2 separate regions of the Rattus norvegicus genome follow, and region 1 is linked to region 2. A link is a contact called in public Hi-C data. All regions are on one chromosome and are shown on one strand. The core of a region is the stretch at or near the end of the contact, and the rest is flanking DNA. Distances in the headings are between cores, read along the strand shown. Region 1 holds the start of Parl (presenilin associated, rhomboid-like). Region 2 overlaps LOC120095699 (a long non-coding RNA gene).

Region 1 (6,719 bases), core at 1,431-3,930, 170 kb after region 2:
AAAAGATGTAAACACACATAGGGCTGAGATGTTCATTTAATGCCTTATGTCTTTTGAGGGGGGGGGTACCTGTGTTCAAGCTCCTTTTTAAATTATATTTTTAAATTAGCTTCCAAAATAGTGGGTTTCTATAAGGTTTTTGCCCCTGCTATTTTGTGGTAGTTTTTGTTTGTTTCAGTCTTATTATGTAGACCTAGGCTAGCTTCAATGTCTCAGAGATCTGTTTGCCTCTCTCCCAAGCATTGGGATTATCATGCCTGGTTTGGTGTGTGTGTGTGTGTTCAGGGACCTGAAGAGGGTATGGATCATTTGGAGATGGAATTTCAGGCAGTTGTGAGTTACCCAACATGAGTGCTGGGAATTGAACTGGGGTCCCCTGGAAATGAAGTTAGTATTCTTAACCCATGAGCTATTTCTCCAGCTTTCATTAAAAACAAAACATAACAAAACAAAACAAAAACCAAAAAGACAAAAACAACAAAAAACCCTTACTTAAAAAAAAAAAAGCCTTTACTCCCAACACTTGGGACAAAGATGCAGGTGGATCTCTGTGAGGTCAAGGCCAGTCTTCTCTACAGAGTGAGTTCCAGGATAGCCTGGGCTACACAGTAAAGCCCTGTCTCAAAAACAAACAAACAAACAACCCCCCCAACCTAAAAGAAAAAATGAAATACAGATAGCACTTCATGAATGGGAAGAGAATAGAAAGCAAGTGGCTGGACTAGGTTGATACTGAAAAAACAGAGGGAAAGTAAATAGGAGGGTCACAGTAGGGACAAGGTGGGTGGCAAAGTCATGGCAAAAGGTAGAATGAAGGGAGATAAAGGAATGCAACCAAATAGCCTAAAACAAGACAAGCTCTGCAGACTGCACAGACTATGAATCGGGCCAGCCTGTGATGTCTGGCAAACCCATGAGGAAAATCAAAACAGAAAGAAGGGGTTAGGGGATGAGGGAGAGGAGCTACAAGATGGAGCCGGTCAGAGTTGGCTTGCTAAAATGACCTAGGGTAGTAATAAAGGAGTAGAACATGAGAAGGGGTGGAGATATACAGGATGCACACAGGCTGCCCCACACTGGTTCTGGTCTCAGTTAGCTCAGCCATCCATCTTTATGTTGGCTCATTTGGTCTAGGCTGACTTTGGGAACGTGTACAATAAGACACAATTGTATATTTGAATCTGTGAATGAAAAGTAGAGCCACACAAAGCTGGTATCTCTTAGCAACTGAACTCCTCTGCATCCCATATCTGGAAACCACAAACAATGACTGGGGTCCCTTAAGCATCTTCACGGGTGCTGCCAACCACAGTTCTGCAGTGTGTTCTGACTTGTTTTGAATCAGGGTCTTTCCCCAAGCTTCACATTCTGTATAGACCATTATTCATTCTTGAAGTCTGGAAACACCCAGCCCAGACTTTAGCACCAGTACCAGAAGACTTTCTGAGGGACCCCAACCCCACTCCATCATCTTTTCCCCTCTTGAAATGAGCTGACAGAATAGTCCCGAAGGAACTTCTGATAGACTCCAATCTAATAATATAAACCAAGGGCCATAAAGTAGCTGAGGGAGTTAAAAAGTCTCTTTTACTATAAATCAGGTTTCCTGTGAGTTCTATAAAACTGCAGATTTATAGCTAGGAGAGCAAACATGCCATGCTTAGGCATTAAACACGATTTGCTACCACTGTAACATTCTTACTTGAAACATCCCTATAGAAAGGGAACATTGTTCTCAAAGCAAATCTTTTTTTTTTTTTTAAGATTTATTCATTTATTATATATAAGTACACTGCAGCTGTCTTCAGACACACCAGAAGAGGGCATCGGATCCCATTACAGATGGTTGTGAGCCACCATGTGGTTGCTGGGAATTGAACTTAGGACTTCTGGAAGAGCAGTCGGGGCTCTTAACCGCTGAGGCATCTCTCCAGTCCCCTCAAAGCAAATCTTAATTGTGTTAATTGGATACTTGACTCTCAGTTGGCTAGAGATCAACCAGACTCCGGTGTAGGCAACCCTTCCCTTGCTTCTTTAACTTTCTCGTGTGTGGTCTTTCTATCCTGATTCCACATAACCAGTAAGAGTGAGAGTAGAGACATTTGTGGCCGTCTTTGGCTACCACACTGAAGTAATGCACCCTAAGAAAGTGGAATCACTCCAGAAATCTCTTGCTGGAAGAAAAAAAATGTGCCCGAGTTCTGGGGGCAGCCAGAAACTACAGAAAGATTTGCAACTTGTCAAGGGAGGCGGACCTGGAGAAGCAAGTTGGATCTGAGGTGACGGGTCACAGTTTCCTTAAACTGCATACCTCTTGCCTTCCCTCATGTTAGATTTAGAAGATGAGGAGTCCCTGGGTCTCTTCCTCCAGTGTGGCCCCACTGATAAATCTTTTTCTGCTTTTCAGTCTCAGTTTGAAGACAGGTGGCCAACCCTGGCGTGTAAAGGTTGCCAGTGGCCATTTCACCTCTCCGAGGCTATGAAGCACTGTGTCTTCTTGTGTCTGCTAACACAGCGTTACTCAAAGTCTCAAGTTTTCCCAGCCACTCTCACCAGAGGCTTCCACGCTGATGCTGGTCAGAGAGAGGAAGACCGGAACTGTTCGGCCTCCAGGTGGTGCTCTAGGCCGCTCCTCCACGCTCTATGCTCTTCCTTCGCCCCGGAAGTGATTTGTAGACCGGGGTTAGTGAGGTCGGGCCATGGTGGGGCAGAGGTTGTTAAGATGGCGTTGTATAGTTGGGTACAGCGAGGCTGGCGCTGCGGTCAGACGTGGGCGCCTCTCTTGGGTGGCGGCTACCGGGAGCTCTCTGCGACCCAGGCCCGGCAGCTGCTTGGACGCAGGTAATGGCTGCCGCTTCCGGCTTCCCGGTTTTCCCTTGAGCTGGAGTCGCGCGCATCCTCCAGAGGAGGCAGCCGCCTTGGGCTGCCGCTCTCCATTGTTTACGAGGTCTTTCCTAAAGCTGCCTCATTCCCGCCGCGCTTTTCCTTAGTCCTTCGTTCCTCTTGGCTTCTGGAGGTGTCGCTCCTGCCCGAGCGGTGTCTGGCCGAGCCCTGCCCTGTTCTCCAAACCCGGGGTGTCTCTCCTAGTAATTGCGAGGGACGTGATGGAAAGGAGAACTAACTTCTGGGCGTTAATTGCTTCCCCGGTTCCTGTTCTTGAAAGGTCTGACCCCGGCTTTTAGTTAGTGAAGCAGTTTGCAGAGCTGGTAGAGTATGGTTTCATTCTCTGTGGCTGGTCATTGTAAAGCCCTTATGCCACCACAGCGTTGCCTTCTTAGCTTTGGAAAGGATGTCATCGTTATACTGCCGTAGGAAGCACGTGGCCTTTCAGGTCGGCCGGGTTTTACATTTACTGTAATAGAAGAGACATTCCACAACTGTTGAAGAATTAATTCTGATTTTGAAACTTCATCTGAAGATGTCAACTTTGCAGTTTCTACCTAATTGATGGTGCGATACATCAAGGAGCCTGAGTGTTTATCAACGAGCAAGCTAGCCAGAGATAAATAATTAAGGTTGAACATGGTGCAGGCACCCCTGATCCTAAAATTGACCTGAGGTGGGCACAGGTGTGTAATCTCAACTTTGATTAGTCTGAAGCAGGAGGATGGTGAGTTGGAGGTAACACGCGGAAGACCCTGAATTATAAATAAATAGCACCTGGACTGTTTGTAGAGTCATTTCCCAGGTTCCACCCCCAAATCAGGATCTGGAAGACCGTAAAAGTGGAAGAACCTGCATCGGTGAAAAAGTTGCATACTGTGTGGCTTACTGGGCACTGTGGTTCTTCTTCTTCTTCTTCTTCTTCTTCTTCTTCTTCTTCTTCTTCTTCTTCTTCTTCTTCTTCTTCTTCTTCTTCTTCTTCTTCTTCTTCCTCTTCTTCTTCTTCTTCTTCCTCTTCTTCTTCTTCTTCTTCCTCTTCTTCTTCTTCTTCCTCTTCTTCTTCCTCTTCTTCCTCTTCTTCTTCCTCTTCTTCCTCTTCTTCCTCTTCCTCTTCTTCCTCTTCCTCTTCTTCTTCTTCCTCTTCCTCTTCCTCTTCCTCCTCTTCTTCTTCTTCTTCTTCTTCTTCTTCTTCTTCTTCTTCTTCTTCTTCTTCTTCTTCTTCTTCTTCTTCTTCTTCTTCTTCTTCTTCTTTTTTTTTTTTGGTTCTTTTTTTCGGAGCTGGGGACCGAACCCAACTGTGGTTCTTCTTAAAACAGCTTGGCTCGGTCAGACTTGTTTGTAAGCATGATTAGGAGTTCAAGGTCTGCCAGGGCAGCAGAAGACTGTTTGAAAAAAAGAAAGAAAAAAGTCTTATTAAACAGGTAGAACTGAGGAAGTTACTTGGAGGTAACTAAAGATTTCAGTGAGCCTGTTGATTTGCTCTACTAGTTTTGGAAAAAGGCAGCAAAAGAACCGGACACTTCATTTATGAGGCGCCTCTAGTAAAAGCTGGGAACAGTCCATTGGTAGAGTGCTTGTCTCTCATACACAGTCTCTAGTAACGCCACACACACAGAACTTGTCAAAACAGTTTAGTCTATCGTCGTGGCTCAGGCCAGTAATCCCAGCCCTTGGGAGGTGGAGTAGGAGCCAGACTGTAAGGCCATCATGGATAACTTGAGACCCTCTCTAACCATCCCTCCCATATACATGTGGTACTAAAGATTTTTATGGAAACTTTGAAGCGGACATTCTTGTCTTGTGGTTATGGGAGAATGCATTAGGTGAGAATGTGGGTGAACTTGAAGTACTGGCTTTGCTCTTGTCTCCTCACGTATGAACTTAATAGGGAATGGAAGTTGCTTTCTTTGGGATCACTAGTTTTGAGTTGCTGTGGTTCTAAAATTAGCATGCAGAATGAGTCAGGCCATGTGGCTCTAGAGAGGGCCCAACATTTTGCATTTTATAAACACTAGTGGTGATGCAAAGGCTTATAGAAACACACAGTCCCAAGGGACCTGCCAGCCAAAGCGTGTTTCTACTTTTATAGCAGTTATAAGATTTTATGCTACCCTGTGACAGAGGAATGGTTAGGTTAGGCTGCTGTACTCATAGCCTTCATGATTCTTGTACTAGTAAGAGAAGTCAATAGTACTGTTACAGACTTAATTCTGTATAATGAATGTGTTCTGATAATGATCCTGTCTGTGGTTTGGTTCCAGGTGACATTACTTGTTTTGATTGCTTATCCTTTTATTAGTACTTTTGCTACTTTAAACTCTTCCTGGACTTCATGAGCTCTTAGCTTAGCACTCAAGAGCAGTCACTGACTGCCCTTACAGAGGACCTGGGTTTGATGCCCAGTTCCCACATGGTTGCTTACAACTGTCTGGAATTCCAGTTCCAGGGGATAAAACATTTTTCAGGCCTCTGCTGGCACCAGGTACACATGTAGTGCACAAACATACTTATAGGCAAAGCATCCATAAACATAAAATTAAAAGCTTTTGGGGCTGGAGAGATGGCTCAGTGGTTAAGAGCACTCTGCTCTTCTAGAGGACCGGGGTTCAATACATAGCATGCACGTGATGGTTCACAATTGCTTGTAATTCCAGTTCTAGAAATCTGTTACCCTCTTTGGGTCTCCAAGACATCAGGCACATGAGTTGCACAGACATGCGTGCAGACAAAACATCCATACACATAAGTAATTGAATTTAATTGAATTTAAACAAGAATAAAACTTTAAAAAAAGAAAATTGCTTAGGAATACATTCGACTAATAAAACTCATGATTGTTCAGATAAATGGGAGTTATTTTTCTAAGATATTTTGAGGGAAGGAAGTGACTGCTATCTTTGTTCTGCAGTCCTAAAATGTTACGGTTTAAGTATAAATTCCTTGACCTTTCTCTTGGCTTTAAGAATAACTGTTTTAGCTTTAGATATTACATCCTATTCAAGCCAACCAGGTAGGTAAGTGTGTGTCTGTCTGAGTGAGATGGGGTGTGGTAGAGAGGCAGGCCAGTGAAATGAGACATCACCATACAGAAATCTAGAAAACAAGGGTATTTCCTAGTCACTAAGAAAAAGGCAAGGGGAAAAGATTAATAGCATTTGTGATTGGCTGTTCAATGGTGTTTGCATATCAGACTGATGTCATTGAAGGGAGTTCAGTGCTATTTACGGCAGCCCGTGCATTGATTGAATAAGTGATGATCTTCTGAAACCAGGCTCTTAAATGTAATCCAGGGATGAAGGAAGGGACTGGACTAGAAAGGAGGCATTTTTTGAGACGGGCTTACCAAGGTCAGTCTAACTTCAAACTTGATAGTGTCCTGCCCCCTCCTTCTCTTGAGTGCTGGAGATTACAGGTGTGTGCTACCGTACCTGGTTTGCACTGAGCTGGGATTGAGCACAGGGCTGCTTGCATTTAGTCCAGTGTTCCATTGACTTAAATCTCAGTTCTCTCACCTTACTTTTTCTTTTTATTTCTTTTTTAAAGAGGACCTTCCCGTGTAGTCCAGGCTCACTATTTTGGGCTCCTATTTAGGGTATAATGAGAATATCACAAAGGGAAAGTGTACTTCAAGAATTTGCATGGATTGAGGTTAGTAGATAAAGGAATTAAAGCCTTTGAGTGAGTTTCTACTACTAAGGAGTTCAGGAACAGAAGCATCAGAATGAAAGGTCCGATTGAGGAGCGTACTCATAGAGCTGGGAGGGGGGCTGGGATGCACACACCAAGGAGGCCAAGGAGGAGTCCATCACTTAATAACAGTACTTACCAAAGGAAAT
Region 2 (6,502 bases), core at 1,448-3,947:
TTTGACGCACGCACAGGCGATGCCATCCTGAGTCCCAGATGCCCGACACACAGTTGCATGATTCTGGTTCTTCTGTACTAGCTTTTAGTCCTGCTTTGGTCCAATCTCTCTCTCTCTCTTCTCTCTCTCTCTCTCTCTCTCTCTCTCTCTCTCTCTCTCTTTGTGAGGTCATCTTTTTTCCATTTTGGAACTTGAATGTTTACTCTGTATCATTGTGTGTTGGGCGTAGTATTTTGTTTCATGATGGTACAAGGTATCCAAGTTCGTCAGGATACCTTAAAGCCAGGAACTAGAAAACTGAAGAATGGAAGTCAAGTGAGCCTTGATGGGAGTAATTGAGACGGAGAAAACTGTTTGTCCTGTGGCCGTGGAGACTTTGGGATCACCTGTGAGCAGTTCCTGGAGCTAGAAAAAAACCACTTCTGGAAAGACCATTGCCCTAAGGAGGGAACTCTGGAGGCGTTGGCTGATTCACTTTTAGGTGTTTTAAAGAAAGATTTATTTAGATGAGTACCACACAACTGTAGTGTCTCTACAGGCCAGCAGAGGGCACCAGATTCCCTGGATCTGGAGTTCGAGACAGGCGAGCTGGTAGAAAGCATCATACGTTGAGGTTTGGTCTGTTGCTATGCATCTAATGCTAAATTCTGGCTGGTCCTGGTTGTCTCAGGCGTGAGAGAATCCTCACACATGCCAAGTGATGCTATGCAACCTTGTTCCTTAGTTTAAAACTGTTGGTTGAGTAAAGAGGCAGAAGAGAGATGGGGGAGGCAGGCCATGAGGGCTGGCCAGCTGGAGTTAAGAGCTGACCAGAGGGAACATGATTCGTTATAAGTTGGGGTTATTGATAGGGAAGTAGAAACCAACAGCTTAGAGCGTTGATATCTGCCCAGCTCTAGTGCTTTAAGGCTTATCATAATATATAAAGGTTTTGCGTCTTTTATCTGAGAACTGAGTGATCAAAGGCAGGGTAGAAACCCCCTTTGAGATTAAATGTTTACTACAACAACATACTTCTAACCTCTCAGCTCTTAGGTAATTTTACATATGTACGATTTTGGTGGCTTTTGGTGGCTTTCAAATTTTATCTCTAAAGAATGTTAAGAATCTTCTCACGGCCTTTGGCCTGAGGTCCCAACCCGGGTAAGGAGCTATTTGCATTTGATAACAGCTGGGCTGTTTTATCTTCAAGGGTGTAACTCCTGGTAGGTCAGTCACTTTCCGGGGGCTGGCCCCACACCCAACTATTTGGATAACATAACTTGAACTCCAAGAGCTAAGGGAGCACCAAGTTGGGTAGGTAGGAAAGCAGGGGTGGATGTAAGAAAAGCTGTAGGATATACATCAAATACATCTTATAAAAGTTCAGGGAAGTATTAAAATATTTTTAAACCTCTTCCCTCCGTTTTTTACATCACTTCGAGGTTGTACTTTACTTGGGATTGAAAGGTTACTGTTGTGCTGTAGAAACTCACGGGTCAGAGAGAAGTATCTAAACTCTAGGTCACAAGGTATCCTGAGCCTGCGTAGGCACAGATAATTACCGTAGGGATCTGAGAGAAGTGTTAAAACTGAAGGTTCCATACCATTCTGGCCTTAATAAGCACAGAGGTGGGAAGACATACCTCGTTGTCCATCTACAGTGCTCGAAGATTCAAGCCTCTGACCCTGCCAACAGGAAGATAAGCTGGATCCCAGGGTAAAGGCTCTCTGCCTTTTTTTCTTTGCATGGATTCCATGGGTTAGAGTTCCAGAACGAATAAAAAGGAGAAAGGGTGCTGAGCCATGCACAGCAGCCATTGCTTTTAGGTTTCTCTCTGGATGCAGTGTTACCCATCTGCCTCATGCTCCTGCTGCCAGGCCTTCCCCACTGCACCTTGATAGGATGTCCCCTCAGACTGTAAACAAACCCCTCTTAAGTTACTTTTGTTATTTAATTATAGCAACAAGAAAAGTAGCAATCACTGAGCCCTTGCCTTCGGCTACTTTCTTACCAGACACTCATTTACGCCCCTGGGGACCTAGGCCTATTTTACTCTCTTTATTTGTCACCATTGAAGTCACAGATGAAGATGTAGAAACTGAGCTCCTCCTGCACCATTCCTGCCTGGATGCTGCTATGCTCCCACTTTGATGGTATTGGACTGAACCTCTGAATCTGTAAGCCAGTGCCAATTAAATGTTGTCCTTATAAGAGTTGCCTTGGTCATGGTGTCTGTTCACAGCCATAAAACCCTAACTAAGGCATGTGGATTTTTTTTTTTTTTTTCTGAAATTGACTTGTTTTCTACTTTTCCAGTTCTGGGAAACAGAAACTTAGGCCTAGTCTCCCAAACTGTCAGTTTGCAGCCTGCCATGGAGTCAGCCTGTCTCCAGCTGACTCTGTCCTCTCATTACCCACTCTGTTTGTAACTGAGTCAAATAATTGATTCATCGGTTTTTTTCCTCAAGATCAGAATCATTAGCCAAGGGATCAATTGGGACCTAAGAATTATGAGTTATTGCCAGAAATAGGGTTCTTTTTGACTTAGCATCTCAACATTGTATTTTTCTCCTTCTATAGCTGCTTCCTGCTGAGATTAGGATGTTGTCTTTTGGGAGCCCAGGAAGGCTGAAATGCCAGTTAAAGGCTGGGCAATGGGGCATTTATTCAAAGCATCTGGTTAGGTGACTCAGCTGAAAGACAGGGAACCAAGCATATCACTGGAATGGCTAATCCTCAGCTTTCAGTGAGTCAGAAATCAGCAGTCTGCCGTCCTCAGGCAGTCCCTGGGTGTCAGCCAGGTGAAAATCTGGGACAAATATAAACTAGGAACAGAAGTTAAAATTTGCCTTAGTAATTGGGAAAGGTAAGAGAACTCAAGACCAAGGGGAAAAAAATCCCACTCTCAACATTAGGCAGGCACACTCATCTGAATTCCGTCTGGTCTGTGGTGAGTATATCCAAACCTTATGGCTTCTTTTTTTTTTTTCCGGAGCTGGGGACCGAACCCAGGGCCTTGTGCTTGCTAGGCAAGCGCTCTACCACTGAGCTAAATCCCCAACCCCCCTTATGGCTTCTTGACTCCCCGAAGCCTTTGTGATTTTTAGTTACAAGAGGATATACATTATTCATCACTTTACTCACATAAAATAAATTAATTAATAATTAATTCTTTAAAAAAAAAAGAAAGAACTTGGGTTCAGCTCCACTTAGTTAGCCAGTGGTAACCTCTGGAGTCTGTTGTCATTTATTTTATTTTATTTTATTTATTTTTTTTAAAGATTTATTTATTTATTTTGTATATGAGTACACTGTAGCTGTCTTCTGACATACCAGAAGAGAGCATCGAATCCCATTACAGATGGCTGTGAGCCACCATGTGGTTGCTGGGATTTGAACTCAGGACCTCTGGAAGAGCAGTTGGTGCTCTTAACCACTGAGCCATCTCTCCAGCCCCCGTCATTTATTTTAATTAAACACATTAAAACGTTGGAAAGTTTCCTTCTGACAATTATCACAACCAAGCATCAGCCATGGTTACATCAAGACTCTTACAGAGTACACCTCTTTAGCAAAGCACCTGTAACTTTTCTTTTTCTTTTTTTGACATGAATGGGTTCCATTGACTGAGAAACAATGCTCAGGACTCTGGGAAATTTGAGAAGGCTAACTTTACAGAATAGCAAAGGTTACCAGGCACTAACACATCCACTCACACTTCTGAATGGAAAAAGGCGTGTCGTCAATTTCTTTCACTGAAGAAAAGGTGTCTAAACATTGTTTTCTCTAGTGCCCTTCTGTGAAGACCTAGTGTCCTTTTGTCCTTCTCTTCCTCTCCCTCCTCCTCTTCCTCATTTCTGAGTGTTTTGCCTTTTTTAATTGAAAAAAATTATACAATATATTTTCATCATGTTTTCCCTCCTCCAATTCCAGATTCTCCATACTTCTCTACCCACCCAACTTCATGTTTTCTCTCTTTCTCTCTGTCAAATAAACAAAGTAAAAAAAAAAACTATAAGAAACACACACAACCCCCCCTTCCAAAAAAACCCACACACACACAAAAAGAAAATAAAAGCAGATAAGCAAAAGAGAAATAAGACAAAAAAAAAAAAAAAAAAAAAAAAAGCCCAAACAAAGCAAAATGAGACAAAAAGTCTACAAAAATACCAATGGATTTGTTTTGTGTCACTGTAAGGCTCGAAGTGAGTCTTAACTACCGGGAGACCCCCAAAGTGAGACACGAAAATGGAGTTCGATGCAAACGCAAGAGGTTTATTTTTCTGGCAACCCTCGTGGCGAGTGACTAGAAGGTGACCTCGGATGGCTATAACAAGCAGTTTTTATACCTTTTAGGGCTACAGGTTACATCAGCAAGGTTACAGTTTAAACTTATTGGTGAGCATATTGACCTTTGAGTCTATCGGCTAGGAAGCATAAGACATGCATTAGAACTCTATCTGGGGGGCTGGGGATTTAGCTCAGTGGTAGAGCGCTTGCCTAGGAAGCACAAGGCCCTGGGTTCGGTCCCCAGCTCCGGAAAAAAGAACCAAAAAAAAAAAAAAAAAAAAGAACTCTATCTGGGACCAGAGGGTCAGTGACTATCAGTCAGTACCTTCTGTGGTTTTTCAAGAATGTTGAGAGCTGTGGGTGGAGAATGGGACTTGGCCTAGCCTTGACCCCAGGCCGGAAGCTGGTACTTCAGGTCTTGACCTGAGGTGGTGGGTGTAAGACTGCCAAAAGCCCCTAGGGTCCTTCAGGGCCCTGCCTGAGGTGTGGTTAATAATACTCAGTGAAATTCCACTGGAGAAAATGTGTTTTCCCTTTGCCAACAGGTATCAATTGCAAATAGCTTTCTTGGTTAGGGGTGGGGCTTACGTCTACTCCCCTGTCTCAGTACTGAGACCCTACCTGGCTTGAACCTCTGCAGGCCTCTGTGTGCTATCACAGTCTCTGTGAGTTCATACGTGCCCCAGTCCTGTTGTGTCTGGAAGACACACCTTCCTTAGAGTCATCCATCACCTATCTTAGTCTTTTCACCTCCTCTTCCACTTAGAAGCCGGAGTTTGATAAAAATCTTCCACTAAGGACTGGGTACTCCAAAGTTTCTCACTCTGAACATTGTCCACTTGTGGGTTTCTGTGTTTCTTATCTTTTGCAAGAGGAAGCTTCTCTGGTGAAGGTTGACTGAGATCCCATGGCTATAGCAGTGCGTCATTAGAAGAAGATAACAGCATTAGGATTTCCTATAATCCCATGACCTATATAGTCTCATGTTCTTGGCTGTTTTAGTAGTGTCAGGAACACTTTCTATCACAGGGGGTGGGCCTTAAATCCAATCAGAAAGTGGTTGGTTACTCCCACGACACTCGTGCCACTAATATACCAGCATATCTTGTAGGCAGACCACTGTTGTAGGTCAAAGGAGTTGTGGCTTGGAAATAGAATGATCATCTTTCTCCTTCAGTAGCATGTATTGTACTTCTAGGACCACAGCGCTAGTTGGGAGGGGTAGAGCTTTTAGTTAGGCACCAGTTTAATGTGTCCATGTCCAGTGACGTAAGTAAGTGGTGTCTTCAGTAACAGGGCCTTACCATCGGGTTGTGGAGAGTAACCAGTAGCCTTGGCAAAACTCTGTGATGGTCGGGGGTTCTCTATGTGGCTCCTGTGGGTAACAACAAGATGTAACTCGTTCCGGCACTGGAGGTTTGGCTTGGCAGTAGACGATGTCTGGTTAGGGCATTGTCTGCCGCATTATTTGGCCACTTCATGTAGATTTCTTCATATATGTTTTAGGAAGCTATGACCTTTATTGTTGGTTGTTCCCTCCATGGTTCCTCCCTATTCTCTCTGTAGATTGTTGTCTATTTGCAGGCGAGGGCTGGCACAACTTAAGACAAGGCCTGTGATTGGGCAGTGAAAAAGTAAGGTGGGGACAGAGTTTTGAAGGGAGGAGAGACGGGGAGGAGAAGAGGACAAGAACCAAGATGGAGGCAGAGAAGGACGACCCAGATCTGTGTGGCCTTAAATGGCCACAGGTAGTTATGAATATTTTTTTTTTGGTTCTTTTTTTTTGGAGCTGGGGACCGAACCCAGGGCCTTGCGCTTCCTAGGTAAGCGCTCCACCACTGAGCTAAATCCCCAGCCCATGAATATTTTTTAAGGGATGGATTTTTATAGGTCAGCTTATCTAGGTGGACGGTTTGTATCATTATCGATTGGTGGGGAGTTTATTGTGTGGAGGTTTTGTGGAGTGCAAATTTACTGAGATAAATCTGGCTGCTAAATTACAAGCTTATTGAGTCTCGATTTTAATGGGTTGCTGGAGGTTGATATTATAACCATTGTGGGGGGAGAAGGTGGGGATGAGAACAGAGTTCCGTGGCAGAGAGCCAGGAGGGCAGCCGACGCTGGAACTGGAGAATAGCTGGAGATAGCATGGTGCCCTAGAACCGGCCGCCACTGAGATGAATGTACTCTGCTAATGCCAATGATGCCAGTTAGTGAGGGTTTGTGGAT

What was found. Hi-C and Micro-C count contacts between places; a contact is called where the count stands out from the background.
Region 1: a Hi-C map of the A7r5 cell line shows a contact between it and region 2, with 3 times the contacts expected there. The contact joins the promoter of Parl here to the enhancer-like site in region 2. A contact is called at or near these places in 4 of 12 Hi-C or Micro-C datasets (the A7r5 cell line, Schwann cells, kidney and 1 more).

Annotation. Positions count from the first base shown.
Region 1 is chr11:94,095,807-94,102,525 of GRCr8, forward strand. It overlaps Parl (presenilin associated, rhomboid-like), which reads left to right and starts at 2,681. Exons shown (of 10, transcript NM_001035249.1): 1 at 2,681-2,841. The coding sequence starts at 2,723.
Region 2 is chr11:93,925,699-93,932,200 of GRCr8, forward strand. The region is part of intron 2 of LOC120095699 (a long non-coding RNA gene); the gene reads right to left. Among named protein-coding and RNA genes, the nearest start is that of Rps15al2, 16 kb to the left of the region's middle. Within about 2 kb of position 2,698, at least 10 of the 93 cell types and tissues checked have an H3K27ac peak or open chromatin away from gene starts, as enhancers often do. A contact at or near this core is called in the A7r5 cell line, where this site is marked.